Regions from separate parts of the Mus musculus genome. Here region 1 is linked to region 2. A link is a contact called in public promoter capture Hi-C data. All regions are on one chromosome and are shown on one strand. Each heading gives the region's core, a stretch centred on a gene start, on an enhancer-like site or on the middle of the called end of the contact. The rest is flanking DNA. Distances are from core to core; before and after follow the strand shown.

What was found. Capture Hi-C pulls out chosen DNA fragments and counts their contacts.
Region 1: a promoter capture Hi-C map of adipose tissue shows a contact between it and region 2. The contact joins two enhancer-like sites. A contact is called at or near these places in 2 of 39 promoter capture datasets (embryonic stem cells and liver), 2 of 115 datasets of contacts at active chromatin or transcription factors (embryonic stem cells and stem cell-derived neural progenitor cells) and 3 of 9 other capture datasets (adipose tissue, liver and pancreatic islet).

Annotation. Positions count from the first base shown.
Region 1 is chr8:41,174,641-41,179,866 of GRCm38.p6, forward strand. No RefSeq gene overlaps it. Among named protein-coding and RNA genes, the nearest start is that of Gm39167, 23 kb to the left of the region's middle. Within about 2 kb of position 1,806, at least 32 of the 459 cell types and tissues checked have an H3K27ac peak or open chromatin away from gene starts, as enhancers often do. A contact at or near this core is called in adipose tissue, where this site is marked.
Region 2 is chr8:41,031,921-41,037,217 of GRCm38.p6, forward strand. All of the region lies in intron 5 of Mtus1 (mitochondrial tumor suppressor 1), which reads right to left. Among named protein-coding and RNA genes, the nearest start is that of B430010I23Rik, 17 kb to the left of the region's middle. Within about 2 kb of position 3,916, at least 14 of the 459 cell types and tissues checked have an H3K27ac peak or open chromatin away from gene starts, as enhancers often do. A contact at or near this core is called in adipose tissue, where this site is marked.

The sequences.
Region 1 (5,226 bases), core at 556-3,055, 140 kb after region 2:
TCTTTAGAGAACATTTCCACTACTAAATAAGGAATGGCGCTCTAACTCTGCTTTGTGAGCACCTGAAAAGATACAGGAGATAATTCACCTTCTGAGGTTAAACCTCTGACCATGATTTTTCCAGAGAGAAAGTTAAGTGGCTAAGCTTGGCTCCCCAGCCTCCACGGTGAATAGGGTGACACAGAGCACCACCACCAAGAGGGACACTTGTGTGACAGAGGGGGAGTTCGGGTTGGGGAGAAGGACATACGCCAAGGTCATGGGAGCCCAAGGGCATCTTCCAGCACGACTTTGTTGTTGTTTGTTTGTTTGTTTGTTTGTTTGTTTTGAGACAGGGTGTCTCAGAATAACCCTGGCTGTCCTGGAACTCACTTTGTAGACCACGCTGGCCTCAAACTCAGAAATCTGCCTGCCTCTGCCTCCCAAGTGCTGGGATTAAAGGCACGCGCCACCACTGCATGGCGTCCAGCACTACTATGAAATTAAGGACGAAAGGAAGGAGAAGACTCTTGAACCTACACACTTGAATTAGCTCCATGGGGGGATAATACGGCATCCTTTGCAATTCTAGCTTTGCCGGGGCAAGGCTATTTGGCATTCAAGTCCAGCCCTGGAGGAGTGGGAGGAGGCCTGCAGCCGCCAGCTGGTGGACTGTCTCACTCCTGGAGCCCCGGACTGTGCTGCAGGAAGCACACAGATGGCAGCTGGCTCTGCAGACAGTGAACCCAGTGTCTTCCTACTACAGTGACTCTACAGAGCTCGCAGCCCGCCCCGTGGAGGGCCTCTTGTTTGGCACCCACTTTGCCCAACGTAAACACCACTGCAGGCAAACGTTTACAAGTGTGTCTTCACATCCTGCCTGCCCCTGCTTAAACTTATTTTGGGTCAGCTACTTCTTAAAGCCCTCTCCTCGCAGGGAGGAAAATTCTGACATCTCCTCTCGGCTACTTCTGGAAACTTGAAACTTTCACTTGGTTTTTGTTTTTGTTTTGAGACAAGAGTCTTGCCCTGTACCTCATGCTGGCCTCAAATTCAAGGCAATCCTCCTGCCTCAGCCCCCCTGAGTGTTGGAACTACAAGCATGTGGTTACCGTGCCTGGCTGGGAAAAAAAGCAACATTTTTTTTTTTAAATCTTTTTTTTTTTTTTAAAGATTTATTTATTTATTATATGTAAGTACACTGTAGCATAGCTGTCTTCAGACACTCCAGAAGAGGGAGTCAGATCTTGATCTTGTTACAGATGGTTGTGAGCCACCATGTGGTTGCTGGGATTTGAACTCCGGACCTTTGGAAGAGCAGTCGGTGCTCTTTCCCACTGAGCCATCTCACCAGCCCGCAACATTTTTTCCCCAGTAAAATACACAAATATTTATTTGAAAATATTAGTATTTTTAAATGCTCTCTGAGTCACAAAGGTGATGGGACACTGGTGACCTTAGTATTGAGGACTCAGTGTTTTGGCAGGTTTTATTTATGAATCTAGGAAAACAGTAACTAGAAATGGCCAAATAGATAGATAGACTGTTGTACACTTTACAAAAAGAAGCTCTCTCTCTCTCTCTCTCTCTCTCTCTCTCTCTCTCTCTCTCTCTCTCTCTCTCTCTTCTTAAATTTCAGGCCAGAATGCAGCATGGAAAAGTTAGGCTCTAAGCAGACCCCTTCGGGAAGTTTTGGATGACGGTAAAAAATGGGGTGTTGTCCTAACTTGAGCCTGATGAATATTTTCCTATGAAGACTGGAGTGTTCACTGAGCTTGAAGGATTAGCCTTTTATTAAATTATGAAACAGTTGGCACACACGCCCTCTTGGCAAGTACTCTACTCCAGGCTTGCTGACTGAAGGAAGGGTTTGGGACGCACTCACCAGCTGCCTGAGCATCTTGCTGTGGGTAACTAATACTCAAAAGCTGACGAAGCACTTGGGCTATACCTGATAGCCGTCTGCAAGCTGAAGTCCCTACTGCATTGCTCCCTCATATGATCCAAGGTATTCATGGGGTCATTTGCCACTATCCGATTCATTGGGGGTTGCCCTTAAACGGGAAAACAAAAAACTACTCAACTTTTCTGATTTAGAAACGACACCAAGTCTCTTAATACCTTATGGTGAGAAGATTTAAAGATTTAAAATGGCTTTTATTGTTCTAGTTATAAGAACAATATAATAATTCACTCTTGTGAATAATTCATTTTAATTTGGCATTGATTCATTCTGCACGATTATTGCCTACATAAAAGCATTTTTTGCTTTGGACAAAGGGATGATAAAAAGGCTTATATAATAATAATATAAGTTATGATTTCTGTCTCATGAAACAAAGCAAGTCAGGCCTAAACTTGATATTAAAAAACAAAAACAAAAACAAAAACCCTAGCCTTGGAGTCCACCCCACCACCTCTTCTTGAGTTCTTCCTTCCTCATGTAGCTCACTTCCACCCTGTGACTCAGACACAGAGAGCAGAGAACAGAGAGATGCTTTTTGAACTTCAATTTCAAAAGAACCATGTTTTTAAAAGCTCTTAATCATATCCACCAAATTCCTTTCTTATTGTGAGTTTTCCAAATTATCTTTTTTCCCCTGTTTCTACTGGTCTCTGAGTCAACATGGAACTCTTGTGAATAATTCATTTTAATTTGGCATTGATTCATTCTGCACGATTATTGCCTACATAAAAGCCTTTTTTGCTTTGGACAAAGGGATGATAAAAAGAGGTTGTTTTGTTTTGTTTTTTTGGGGGGCTTTGTATGAGTGAAAAACATAAGGTTATAAGTATTTCAAACCTCAAGCCCTAGAAGAGGGCAAAAGTCAAGGGGGAATCTAGATTGTCCACCAGTGAACCACTGGATAGTGTTTCAAATGTAACTTTATTTTTTAAAAAAAGATTATTTATTTATTTAATGTATGTGAGTACGCTGTAGTTGTCTTCAGACACAACAGAAGAGGGCGTCAGATCACATTGCAGATGCTGGGAATTGAACTCAGGACCTTTGGAAGAGCAGTGAGTGCTCTTAACCACTGAGCCATCTGTCTAGCTCCCCAAATGTAACTTTCTTATAACTAGAACAATAAAAGCCATTTTAAATCTTTTTTTTTAAATGATAAAAAGGCCAGTATTTGCTATTAAGAACCTTCTCCGAGGTCTATGTGGTCCCTAGGAATCTCAATTACTAGATCATCAGAAAGGGACAGGGGAAGCTTTGTAACTAGCTGTCTGTCTGAGATTTCACTTTACAATCCAAGAGCTCTGTGTTCAACATCTCTCAACTAAAAGGAGACACCATAGGTACAACAAAGGGGTAAGTAGGAGAGATGACACAGTTAGCCAGCTTGAAAGGCTCCCAAATTACCTGGTGTCCCAAAGCATTAGGATGTGTGTGGCAAGTCCTGTGGGCTCGCTCCTCTAGGGAAGGAGCCACAGCCAAAACACAGCAGCACACTAGTCCCAACAAAGGGTATCTGTTTAGCATGCTAAAGAAAAAGAAATCACCCCTAAATACAAACAGTCTGTGAAAGGCTGTCTGTCATCTTCCAATGAAATTTAAAAAATAATCAAGTTCTTCTATGATCCACTCCTGGCCCAGGTCCAGTCACTGTGTGACCTCGGAGGAATCTCTTTTGAAGTTTTCTGTATCTGTAAAACCTGGATAATAACACTATTCGTCCCAGGTGGCTGGAAATGTGTGAATTCATTAGTTCAAGCTGGAAAGGTCTTTGATAATGCTAAGTGTTGAATATTACTGTCATAGGTGCAGGTGGAAGCAATGTTATAGAACACTGCTATAATTAGAAAGACCTAGAAACTGGTGCCAAACCCCTCCGAGTTACATTTTGGAAGGGGATCCTCTGTGCCATTTTCTCCCTGGGACTCAGTCAGCTTTTTTGTTATGACTGAATACTTAATTCCCTCTTTTATCTCCCTTGAAAGGTTGGAGCTTGTCTTGGACTTGCCTCTGGTGGAGTGTAGTTTTTTACTGGGTGGATGTGCTTTTCCAGCCAAGGTTTAAAATGAAGAGCCGGCATGCATCAGAACACAGAGTACACGTAGCCTTAGGTTTGCAATGACGGTTAATTGATATGAGTCATGAGAGTATGAAATCCCGGTGCCCAGATGCCAGATATCTCAAAAAAAGCAGATAAGTTCTTGATGTGTAAGATAGAGTAGCTTCTTTCAGAGATAAGGGCTTTGTGTTGTCCCTCAAACAAAACGCAAAAGGTCGTGTGAAACCAAAGTACATAAAAGAGATTAAAAATGGAGCCGTGGTTTAAGAGAGGAGCTGTGATGAAAGGGAGTTTTTCTGATCCCTGAACGGACCCTGATGCATGTGGCCTGAGCCCAAGGCTCCTTGACCACTGTTACCAGATAATCCCTAAAGCGCATTTTGTCATCAAACCATCAAGTATTTTAGATGTCAGTGACATTAAAGACCCAGGCTGCCTCAGGGCTCCTGTCAATAGTGTTTACCCAGACTCGGTTTCATTTTATATGCTCTCTTCCATCCTCTGTCTTCTGACATTTCAAGTCATGGCAAGGGCCACATAGCACGTTGTTACACTATTTCCTCTGTCCGCACCGTCTCCATTGCAGATCCCATCATCACAGCAGTATTTCCGGAGTGCCTACAGGATGCACGTGCCGTGTTACATCATTGCAGCCTCGAAATGCTAAAATGCATAAAAACAAATCTCATTATGTTTTCCAATGAAAACCACTAGGCAGAGACATGTAAAGAAACTCTGTATACTTCCCTCCACCCCAAATATGGCAGACAGCAAACCCAAAACATCCTGACTGTAATCTTGGCTAGCAAATAAACCTGACGCTGCGTGCTGTATTTCTTGGGATAGCTTGTGTGTTTACTTGTCTCCCTGTATCGACGTGTCAGTTCTTCAAGGGCAGGAGCTCTGCTAATGTCTATGACTCATTTCTATAACTTTGCATATGGACTGACACACAGTAGGTGTTTAATGACTGGCATGTGAGCAAAACAGCAGCATGCTTTCGCAAAAGGATGAAACGACTCCCCATATATTTATTCAGAAGAGTAAGATAGTAGATGCATTAGAATGAAGGTCAAATAAAGTTTAATGTGGTGTAAATGTACTGCAATTGCCAGTGGAAAATACTAACCTTTAGCCTTCAGGATGAAGCTATTCCTATGGTCAAAGCTAAATTTCAGTGAGAAAGAGGGCTTTGGAAAGAGAATGCAGCAATTCTGCTTCTGCC
Region 2 (5,297 bases), core at 2,666-5,165:
TGCAAGATTTTATCTTGTAGGAAACAAAACAACGATGAGCGGGGCCCGGGGAAGGGAAGGAAGATCTGAAGGGGCAAAATCGAGGCAGAGAGGTCGGGAGGGAGGCCTGAGGGCACCAAAGTTGGGGCCCAAGACTGTGAGAACAGGCAGGAGAAGAACAGGATGGAACAGGAGGCCCACATAGCCAGTTAGATTAAGAGGCCCTGGTGCAGTGCAGGATTCCAGCTGGGAGCGATCAGAATGACAGGCGAAATGAGGGCAAGGGCAGGAGTCAGGAGTTAGGAATGGCTTGTGAGGAAGGCGTTAGAACCTTCTCTCACTCTGCTCCCAGAGTCTCCAAGAATAGCCCATCCTAAACTCACCTGCTCTTCAGAATAGTCACCTGCCTTGTAACTTTCTCAAGGTGCTATAGAGCCTAAAGATTGCCTGCAACACGCAGGAGTCTGGACACACACATTCTAGTTCTGTCAACTGGCTGAGGTATATCTCAATCTTGTTTGTTGGTATTGGTGGTGGTGATGGTTTTGAGACAGTATCTCTGTACATAACTTCTAACTGTCCTAGAATCTGCTAAGAATACCAGGCTGGGCTTGAACTCACAGACATACGTCTGCTTCAGCATCCCCACTGCCAGGATTAAAGCACGCCCCACGATGCCATCGCTACCTTAACTGTAGTTTTTTATGGGCCTTTTGGTTTGTTTTTATCTTAATCCTTTCAACTTGCCAATTTTACTAGAGACTTAAAACACTACTCAATAACAAAGTCTGCTTATGCCAGGAGTGTCTTTTTAATTTTTGCCAATGACAACATGCACTAACAATGTGTCCTTTCTAATTAAACACATGGAAGGAAATAGTACCTCAATGTCCTGTCACCACTAGGAACTGATCTCCCAAGCAAGGCATAGCAGCTTGCCGGGGTCTTCTTGTAGTTACTCCTCCAAAGTAATTAAAGCTGGTAAATAGCATGTCTCCTGTGATTTTTTGCATCCTAAGCTAAGCCAGCTCAAATGTCACTTCCACCTCTAAGGCCATACCCCGCGGGTGGGCGCTGTGTAGCCTCAGATGGTACCTCCAGTGCTAGGATTATGTTGCCATTATTTATCATAAAAGGATACTTCTGAGTGTAGACACTTGCAGACATAACACACTGAGAGGTAGCAGGCTCTCCAAAATGTATCAAAAGTTGTTCAAAACCCAAGCCAAAACAAAACAACCGTCCCCTCCCCCAAACCCAACAAACCTCATTATGATGATGAAGCACAGAAGATTATATTGTAAAAGAAACCAAACTTCAGATAGCCAGGTAAAGACTTCGACGTTAGGACTTCGTATTTTTGTAAACAATAAAGTAAAAGAGAATGCCATTCTCAGAATACTAGCCCTTGATGTGGGAGGCTTCTAGAACCAGGTTAAAGGGGAGAGACACGGGGGAAAGGGCAAATCTCTCAACTCTATGCTGGTTTCAATGAGATAGTCACCATCAATCTTGGCTTTCCATACTCCGTCCCCAGTTGGTGGCTGGGTGGGGAGAGTGAGTAGGTGTATTAGCAGGGGGTGGGCACTGAAGTTTCAAAAGACTTGCAGTTAGCACTCTCTGCTTGCCACTTGTGGAACAAGACGTGAACTCTTAGCTGTTCTTCAGCCACCTGCCCCCAGGTCAATGCCCAGTCACTGTAGACTCCAATCTTCTGCAGCCATAATCCCAAGGAAACCCTTTCTTTAAAAGTTGCCTCCGTCAAAGCTGCTGCCTGTCCTTGGGTATGTTCTCCTAGCTGGGCTGCCTTGTCTGGCCTCAATGGGAGAGGAAGTGCCTAGACTCACAGAGACTTGAAGTGCCAGGGTGAGGAAGGGTTGTGGGAGGAGGTGACTGGGAGGGGGTGACCGGGAGGGAACAGCAAGAAATATGTAAAGTGAATAAGTTAAAAAAAATTAAATTAATTAAAAAATAGATTTTGAATTTCAAAACGTTTGATGTTCCTACATTTTCATAGACTTAAGACTTAGGATGGCTAACATTGTAGTATGAAGTCTTATAGTTTTAAAAATCAGCATTTTCTCATCTGTCATGGGACAAACCGAATTCAGAGCCGTGGAATTTGTAAAGCAATGAATAAAGGAGACAAACTTTCAAAATAAAGTTTGCCTTGGTCGTGGTATTTTATCACAGCAATAAAAAAGTAATTAATATAGTCCCAAAAACATTTTTAAGCCCTACTTTTCCCCAGAGCAACAAAAATCAAAGAAAAAAGTACTTCTGAAATAAATGAAAGTAGGGATAATGGGAATGCAGAAAAGGGCATCAGAAACCCCAACTACTGTCTTTTTACCCAAGATCGCAAGCAATGTGCATACACTCTTCTTATTTGGGTTGGGAGAGAGAGAAGGTCTTGGTACAGTACAGCCGACCTTTCTCTCTCTCCATACTGCCCCAGCCTCTCAAGTGTTAAGATCACACATGCCTGACACTATGCTTAGCTCTGTACACACTGCTAGCCCTAAGACATCTTTAAAGCTAACCTAAAGTGTCACAATACATATTGTTGGGGTGTTTTGTCCGTTTCTCTGGGTATTCTGGCCCTTGGTATACAGACAAGGTAACCTTAAATTTCCTACCTGCCTCTGTCTGCGGGGTGCCAGGATTAAAGGCATGTACCACAACACCTGGAAATAATATGTGTTTAATTATAGTGATTCTCTGATGCTCTTGATATGTAACCACTGTCACTGGGGTCAGAGGCCAGTGAGGTCTTCAAGGTGGCTTCCTCAAGGAAGCAAAAAGGTTGTAAATATACATTAGGACAGTAAAGTGTGGTAGATATATATTACTTTTCGGTTATCCTTCAATCTGGCCCTTTATGTATTTTACGAACAACCAACTCTGTTTTTACATATAAATTGATGTGTATACATATATACACATAATATACATGTATATATTATGGGAACTAGCTATAATGGCTTCATTGACACCTATTATGTTGGTGTTTGAGAAAAACACATTTATAGCACATGAATAGAATAAACACCATAAATGTTCTACTAATAAAATACTAAATAAAAGACAGATCTGAAATACACAATACTTTCCTTAATGCATTATTTTTAAAATGGAAAGTTAAAAGTATTTTAAGTAACTACAGTCAGGTATTAACATTTTGTCCAGTAATAAACTAGCTTAAAAGTTGAAACTAGTTTTGGTCAACTTGGCACAAACTGGAGATACCTGGGAAGAGGGCCCCTTAATTAAGAAATTGGTGCCATCACATTGGCCTAGGTGCATTTTCTTAATTGCTAATTGATGCAAGGAGCCCAGTTCACTGTCAGCAGTGCCGTCCCTTGTCAAGAACGGTAGCTGAGCATACGAGGGTAGGCAAGTCAGCGGTGTTTCTCCATGGTCTCTGCATCAGTTCTTGCCTCCGGACTTCTGCCAGGCTTCCCTCCATGATGGACTGTGACTTGTAAGTCAACAAACCACTGCCTTCCTAGGTTGGTTTTGATCCGTTTTATTACGCTAACAGAAAAGCAAACTAAAACAAGTGGAATTATTACAAGTATTTATAATCAGCACCAAAACTAATTTGTCTTATTTCAGATTTAAAAAGAAAACAAAAACCAAAACCGCAAGGTCTGTTATAGACTCCATTTGTTAGAAAATACTCTCGCTGTCATTCCTAAATCTCCAGTGACAGCCTCTGAGGGATAACTGCCCGGCCTCTTTGGAGGACAGACACACTTACGAAACTACAGAAATCAGACACTCAGTTTCTCAGCCTCTCTCTTTCTAAGATCTTAGCCATGTGACTGAGACTGGAGCTTAAAGGACTTGCCCCCCACCCCCACCCCACCCCACCCTGTTTCCTTTGCTTTCAGCCTGAGGCCGGCACCCATAGGAAGGGAGCTAAGGAAAAAGCAGAGCCGCCCATCCTGGCTTCAGAGCCACAGACAGCACAATTCTGCCTCGGGAGGAAGTGTGTCACTTCTTACACTGTCTGGTTTTCAGGCCTAGAGCAATTCTAAAAGGAGTCTCCGAAGTAACCTCCAAATATAAGAATGTAGTTTGATGAATTTTACTGTAATTGAATAGATTTCATTCACGTGCGGTGAATTCACATTCACAAACAGCTCTATGCTACTGCTTCAGGCACGTTGTTCTAATACTGCTTGGGTCTCCAGTACTTCCTTCCGTTGCTAAGCTATCTCAGATTCTGGGATCAAACTCAGGGCTTTGCACATTAGGCAGGCATACTACTACAACCACACTCTCAGACTTGCCTAAATGTTGTAAGGCATTATTCCTGGGGAGACGTGAACAAGCATCTACTTACCCCAGACAGGGCACCAACAATGGATCAAATTGAGACCACCACCAATGTCCAACTCAGTGCACAGATGAGTTTTATTGGGGTTACTTACAGGAGTATGGGTGAAAGGAGCTATTTACAGGAGCAGAAATGACTCAAAGACAGCCACATTACCAAAAGCCCACTCCAAATAAAAGCTGATAAAAGCTGGCAACCAGAGGCTCATTGCCTGGCCAGCAGGCAGCTCAACCTCTCTTTCTGGCAGCTCTGCTTTTCTGAGAGGGTCTGAGGAGTCCTAACTGCTGGGGGGTGGGGGGAGCCTAGTGCCATCTGGTCAGTTTCAGGGACTTCCTGAGTCTTAAAGAGCTTCCCCGCTGGAGGGAGTGTTTCAATGGGAAGGAAACTGCTACTGGTACAACAATCACTTTTAATCTCCCTAGCTCAGCCCAAACAACCCAAAATCCTTAGGGTAATTAACTGCTTTTACTCCAGTCAGAGTATTTGAGGATTAAGATATACAACCTGGAATAATTAATATGGATTTCTGCTAGCATTCAGTCTAAGCCCCGCCCCACAGTTACCTGGCAATATCCAGGTATGCCTGACTCACTATAAAAGGGGCTGTTTGACCCCTTCTTGCTCTCTTGCCTCTTGTCCCTTTCTCCCTCTCTCTCCACTTGCTCATGGCCCGCCTCTACTTCTCTCTTTTCTCTCTCTCTCTCTCTTCCTTCCTCCCTCCCTCTCTTTCTCTGCCTCTACTACCCTCTTAAGTCCACTCCCCATGTCCTTAATAAACCCTATTCTATACTATATCTTCCTGTGGCTGGTCCCTGGGGGGCGGGGGAAAGGGGTGCTTCACCATGGGCCCACAGAGGCATCCCCTTTCCCCCACGCCGGACTACACCACCATAGAACATTTCCCCCCTCTCGTAATCTTTTTATAAACACATCAGTTTACTTCCAGCTTAGAAGGAAAGCTGACTGAGAGGGG